Linked DNA regions of Astyanax mexicanus: region 2 is linked to region 1. A link is a contact called in public Hi-C data. All regions are on one chromosome and are shown on one strand. The core of a region is the stretch at or near the end of the contact, and the rest is flanking DNA. Distances in the headings are between cores, read along the strand shown.

Evidence for each region. A called contact is a pair of places that touch in the nucleus more often than the background predicts.
Region 2: a Hi-C map of muscle shows a contact between it and region 1, with 11 times the contacts expected there. The contact joins the promoter of lamc1 here to the enhancer-like site in region 1. A contact is called at or near these places in 2 of 3 Hi-C or Micro-C datasets (both in muscle).

What each region holds. Positions count from the first base shown.
Region 1 is chr8:50,873,540-50,876,573 of AstMex3_surface, reverse strand. It overlaps lamc1 (laminin, gamma 1), which reads left to right. Exons shown (of 28, transcript XM_022677891.2): 9 at 29-151; 10 at 287-476; 11 at 1,149-1,261; 12 at 1,470-1,691; 13 at 2,190-2,378. Among protein-coding and RNA genes, the nearest start is that of lamc2, 36 kb to the right of the region's middle. Within about 2 kb of position 1,618, the one cell type or tissue checked has an H3K27ac peak away from gene starts, as active enhancers do.
Region 2 is chr8:50,968,799-50,971,598 of AstMex3_surface, reverse strand. It overlaps lamc1 (laminin, gamma 1), which reads left to right and starts at 1,320. Exons shown (of 28, transcript XM_022677891.2): 1 at 1,320-2,165. The coding sequence starts at 1,787.

The sequences.
Region 1 (3,034 bases), core at 369-2,868:
TTCTCCTGCTCTTCTTCTAATGATGAAGATGATGAAGGCTGGAAGGGTAAGCAGAGAGACGGCTCCAGTGTTCCAGTGCAGTGGTCCTTAGCTTCTCAGGAAATCTCCCTCATCTCTGATGACTACTTCCCCATGTACTTTGTGGCACCAGGTACTTAAATGATGTCATGCCCCAGACTTTCAGAATTTAACACAAAATGTCAAGTGACTTATACATTTACATTTTAATTATTGTGTTTCAGAATAAGAAAATATTCACTCTCTTATGTTTGCTCCTTTTTTTTAGCGAAATTCCTTGGTAACCATTTGCTGAGCTACGGACAGAACCTCACTCTGAACTTCCGGGTGGATCGGCGTGACGCTCGTCTCTCTGCTGAGGATGTGATGCTGGAGGGGGCGGGGCTGCAAGTTGCTGTGCCCCTAATTGCACAGGGAAACTCTTATCCTGGAGAGCAGATGCAGACTTTTGTTTTCAGGTAGGAAACTAGGCTGAGCTTAAATCAGGTTATCGTTATATCCACTGTCCACTGTTTTCCCACAAAATCTTACAGCACTTCAAGCTTCCCTCTGCTACTGACAACTTTTATAGAGATACAGATTTCTTTTTCCAGCAGGATTTGGCACATTGCCAAACATACCACTTGGTCCTCTATGATATTCACATTTTCTGAGATACTGATTTTTGGTTTTAATTGGCTGTAAGCCATAATTATTAACAATAAAATAGATAGATGCTTAAAATAGATAGCTCTGTGTGTAAAACATATATATTATATGAGTTTCACATTTTGAAATGAGTTACTGAAATAAAGTAACTTTTCAATTATATTAATTTTTTTTTAGATGCACTAATACATTAAAACTACATTACAGTAAGATAATACAATATGCTGTGATTTCTCATAACCCTCATAAACCTGTATGGAATGTGCTTCTGAAAAATACCCATTTAGAAGCCATGTAGCCCTAAGACTTCAACCTACCCCTCTAGGTTTAATTTACGTTTCTAGTAAATATTTACAAACATACATAATTACTGAATGCCACTAATATTTAATCAGACAGTATATTGCTTACTCTTTTTTTTTTTTTTGCCCAGTATATATCATATTTATTTTTAATTTATCTTTAAACCTTGTTTTTAACAGACTCCATCAGACTACAGACTATCCCTGGAGGCCAGTGCTGACACACGGAGACTTCCAGAAGCTTCTCCACAACCTTACCTCCATCAAAATCCGTGGTACCTACAGTGAGAGAAGTACGTATCTACTGTTCTACTCAAACACTCACACTGTGTACAGTACAGCGCAACTCACGACCTAACCTTTTCATACGCGCCACAACTGTGTTTATACAGAAAACAGTGAGTGTTTATCACTCTGGATTTACATTTGATAAAAGCTGAGATAGTAAATACAGTTAAATACAGTTTTCTTGACCTCTGATTGTCCTCTGTTGGCGTGTAGGTGCTGGGTACTTGGATAACGTGTCTTTGGTGAGTGCACGGCGCGGTCCTGGAACTCCAGCGCGCTGGGTGGAGAAGTGTACGTGTCCTCCGGGTTACGTGGGTCAGCACTGTGGTCAGTGCGCTCTGGGATACAGGAGGAGCAGGCCTGAGCTGGGTCTCTACAGCCCCTGTGAGCCCTGTAACTGCAACGGACACAGCGAAACCTGCGACCCTGCAACAGGTCAGTCTCCTTCAGAAACCTTCAAACAGTTCATACTAATACTAATACTAGTACTTTACATTATTAATCCCCAGCCTGGGAAATTCATTTGTCAAGCAGCAAACGTAGACAAAAAAAAACAAAGTATATTTAAAAAATTTAATTCTAATTTATTCCCATTTTCTCCCCAATTTACACAGCCAATTACCCAACCCACTCATTAGGACTCCCTTATCACTAGTAATGCCCCAACACCAGGAGGGTGAAGACTAGCACACAAATACAAATACAACATCAGTAGAATTCTTTAATCGTTTGTGCTTCCTATCCCAAAATAAATGGAACTGATTGGTCGGTGCATAAGGTTTAATGTGATTGATTGGCCCTAAAAACAGGAACTTTTGTGGCCTGCACTTCTTATTACACTGAATACCATGTAAAAGTGTTCTTTTACTGCCCCCTCATGGCAAAGAAGTTCACCACATTTCATTAATTCTGTCTGTCTTTCTGTTTCTGTAGGAATGTGTAACTGCCAGGATAATACTGCAGGAATGAGCTGTGAAAGGTGTAAGGACGGCTTTTACGGCGATGCTACAGTTGGATCATCTTCTGATTGTAAACCCTGCCCGTGTCCCTCAGGGGCCACATGTGCACTTGTGCCCAAAACCAAGGAGGCGGTGTGCACCAACTGCCCAGCAGGCACTACAGGTACAGCAGCGATTAGAATCACATAACAAAGCCTGATCAATCTAAATGATCAAAAGTTGTAATTACCCAATGTTTATATAATTAATTAATTTATTAGAACATGTGCAATCTGGTATATATGATAGTTTAACGGCATTTATTTTCTATAGAAATGTGAATAAAGTAAGTAAACTAAAAACCTGCGCTAAAATGCCAATTAACTGTCATTAGTTTGGAATTATTATAAACTCATAATAAATAAAAATCAATAGACTTAAAGCCTTCATTAAATTAAAGGCCAAGGCCTAACTTAACTTGCTACTGTTAGTTAATGTAGTTCAATTTCACTGCTATTTCTGTCATATATACAGCTGAGTATATATGAGTTTCTTTGATTTTACCAAATTGAAAACTTCTGGAATATAATCAAGAGGAAGATGGATGATCACAAGCCATCAAAACAAACCGAACTGCTTGAATTTTTACAATTAAAAAATATTCTGCAGTTCTGTATGATAAATCTTCTAAATCAAGTTGCAAGATAAGAGGGCTTTTTGTAGCCCTATTTAGAGGGGAGTAGTTTTATTTGAATTATTATCAGAGATCCTCAGTGATTTTAGCTCCGTCTGAATGTAAAACAAGTCGTAATATTACTGGGGATGCACTAATTTGGGAAT
Region 2 (2,800 bases), core at 71-2,570, 95 kb before region 1:
TTCTGTTAGAATAATTAACAACACTTTATCATGTTACTGCTCTTCATTCACACTATCCATGCTGCTACAGCTAATTTGCACTCTAGACTTAAAGTTTCTGCTACTTTCTTATTTTTCTACTCCGCTTTATATTTTGTGTTTTTATCTTGATATCTATCTTATTTGATTTTATTTTAGTCAATTTTATTTTATTTCATCTTTATATTTATCTTATTTTAACAATTGTCTTTTTTGGATGTAACTGAACTATGAGAATACAATTTCGTTCCACCTTTTGTACCACATGACTTTAAAAAACTCTGAAGACTTTTAACACACTAAACTCTGACACCCTCTCACATCTAAAGACAAGTCTCATACTTTTTAGTCACAGGCTAAGATTTTGCAAAGACTGGGGATCTCTAACTGCAATACTGCAACTGGTTTCTTTGTGAGATTATTTCTCATCATGCTTCTGGTGGAGATTACATACAATATAGATTACATATTAAATCACAAATAATGTGTATATTAATATTGTAGTTTATCAGAGACTCACAACTTTTGTAAACAAAATACTAAGTCATACACTCATAGTTGTTTTGAAATTTGCTTCAAACGTGTGTCAGACATATATTTTGGGCTAGTTTAAGGTTCTCACTACAATCAATTCAGAAGTTGAGTACCAGAGACCTCAAATATCCAGTTGTTTCAAAAGCCAAAGAAGTCCACTTTAAAACTTTAAATGGAATCTATCCTCCCAGTCACTTTATTCAACAACGGTTTGGTATTAAAACAAATAAATAATTTACTGTATATGTACAATTACAATGATGTCTTTCTCATTAACAATATTATCACCCTGGGATTTTTTTTATCCATAAAGCTAACTATCTTAAAGTAAAGCCTAACTTCTGTGTTTTCCACAAAGACTTAGTCTTTATTACAAAACTCTTAGACTGATACATGGTAAATACACCCACCTACTTTGTTCTTTAATAGAAGATTATCATTTAAAATCAAGACCCTTTTTTCTTCCCTTATAGTGGTGCACCTATCCTTTCTTCTATGGGTACTATTTTCTTTTTTTTTTTGTGCAGTATTGTCCTTTTGTTGGACCTGGCAACCCTGTCCCTATCATTCCTCTAATATTCATGATCCAATATCCAGTTAACGCCTACGAGGTCGCTCACTGCTGACGTCCCCCCACAAACTGATCACTAGAAGACCACAAAAAAAACCCCGCCCACTCGCGCATCAAGCCACGCCTGGTTTTCCAGCAGGCTCCGCCCAGTCCCGCTGCTCTCGCCTTTTCAGCGGCTCGGCTGGCCATCAAAGCTTCCTTCAGGCGGAAGTAGACCCTGCAACTTTTCCTCCCCTTCCAACTTGTTTGACTTGCGCACTAGCTGGCAGGGTGTAGTCTGCTCGGATCCAGCTCCTCTCCTTTCCCCAGCTTCTCCCCTTTTTCCCTCCAGCTGTGTTTTTTTCATGGCGCTGGTCTTAAACTCGTAAATTGAGGCGGTAAAAGCGGTGGATGTTCGCCGGAGAGAGAGAGCGCAGGACCGGGACACAAGTGCAGCAAAGTTTCGCCGCAGTGTTTCTCTCTGCAGCGACCCGACCGTCCCGCATGATCCAGCCCTCCGTAGCTGGAGAGTCGCCGCTACAACTTTCTACGGGCGATTATTTATTTATCTGAGCGGTTTGTGAGCTTTTTAGAACTTTTCTGAGGACGACGGACACGCGCCACCAGCTTTTCCAACTTCTCCTGCTCCTCTAGCTCCAGCTCCACGAACACCATAACGTTACCATGTCCCGTCTGGCCCTCGTCGTGAGCGCGCTCGCTCTGACTCTGTGGGCTACGTGCAGCCGCGCGGCCATGGACGAGTGCGCGGACGAGTCCGGGCGGCCTCAGCGCTGCATGCCCGAGTTCGTGAATGCCGCCTTTAACGTGACCGTGGTCGCCACCAACACCTGCGGCTCGCCGCCCGAGGAGTACTGCGTGCAGACCGGCGTCACCGGAGTCACCAAGTCCTGCCACATCTGCGACGCCCGGGACCCGAGGCAGCACCACAGCGCGGTCTACCTCACCGACTACAACAACCAGGCGGATACCACCTGGTGGCAAAGCCAGACCATGCTGGCGGGCATCCAGTACCCCAACTCCATCAACCTCACCCTGCATCTAGGTAAGAGTCTCAGTTTAAAAAAAAAAAAAAGCTTTGGGAAGTTGTTACGGTTTTTTAATAACTAATTATGAAGTACATTAATTGAATAGAGCTGCAACTAATGATTATTTTAGTGGTCGACTAATCTGACGATTATTTTTTCGATTAGTCAATGATTATTTCTCAATCAGTGCTTCTTAAGGGTATGGCTCATATTCTTGGCTTTCTCTATCTCCTCAAAACGATACGAACATCAAAATATGGGATTTAAATGATATTTGGTGAGTAAATTTCAAGTCTGTTGTGTTTGGTCACTTTTAGTGACTTTTAGTGACCAATCCCTTCTTTGCAGTTACAAATGAAGGATTAATCGACCCTGAAATTTGTAGTCAATGTTTTTTTTTTTATATTCGGCTTTGCCGATTATTGCCAATTATGTTACTAAATGGTTGCAGCCCAATTTGATATTCAACCAATCTGATGATTATTTTTTTAGATTGTTAATGATTATTTCTGCCATCAAATCTGTTGTTTGGTCACTTTTGGTTATCAAACCCTCCCCCTTTACAGTTAAAAGGGATAGATTAATCGACACTAAAAGTCAATTTTTAATGTCAAAATTGCCGCCTATATTAATAAGTTGCAGCCCTATTTAG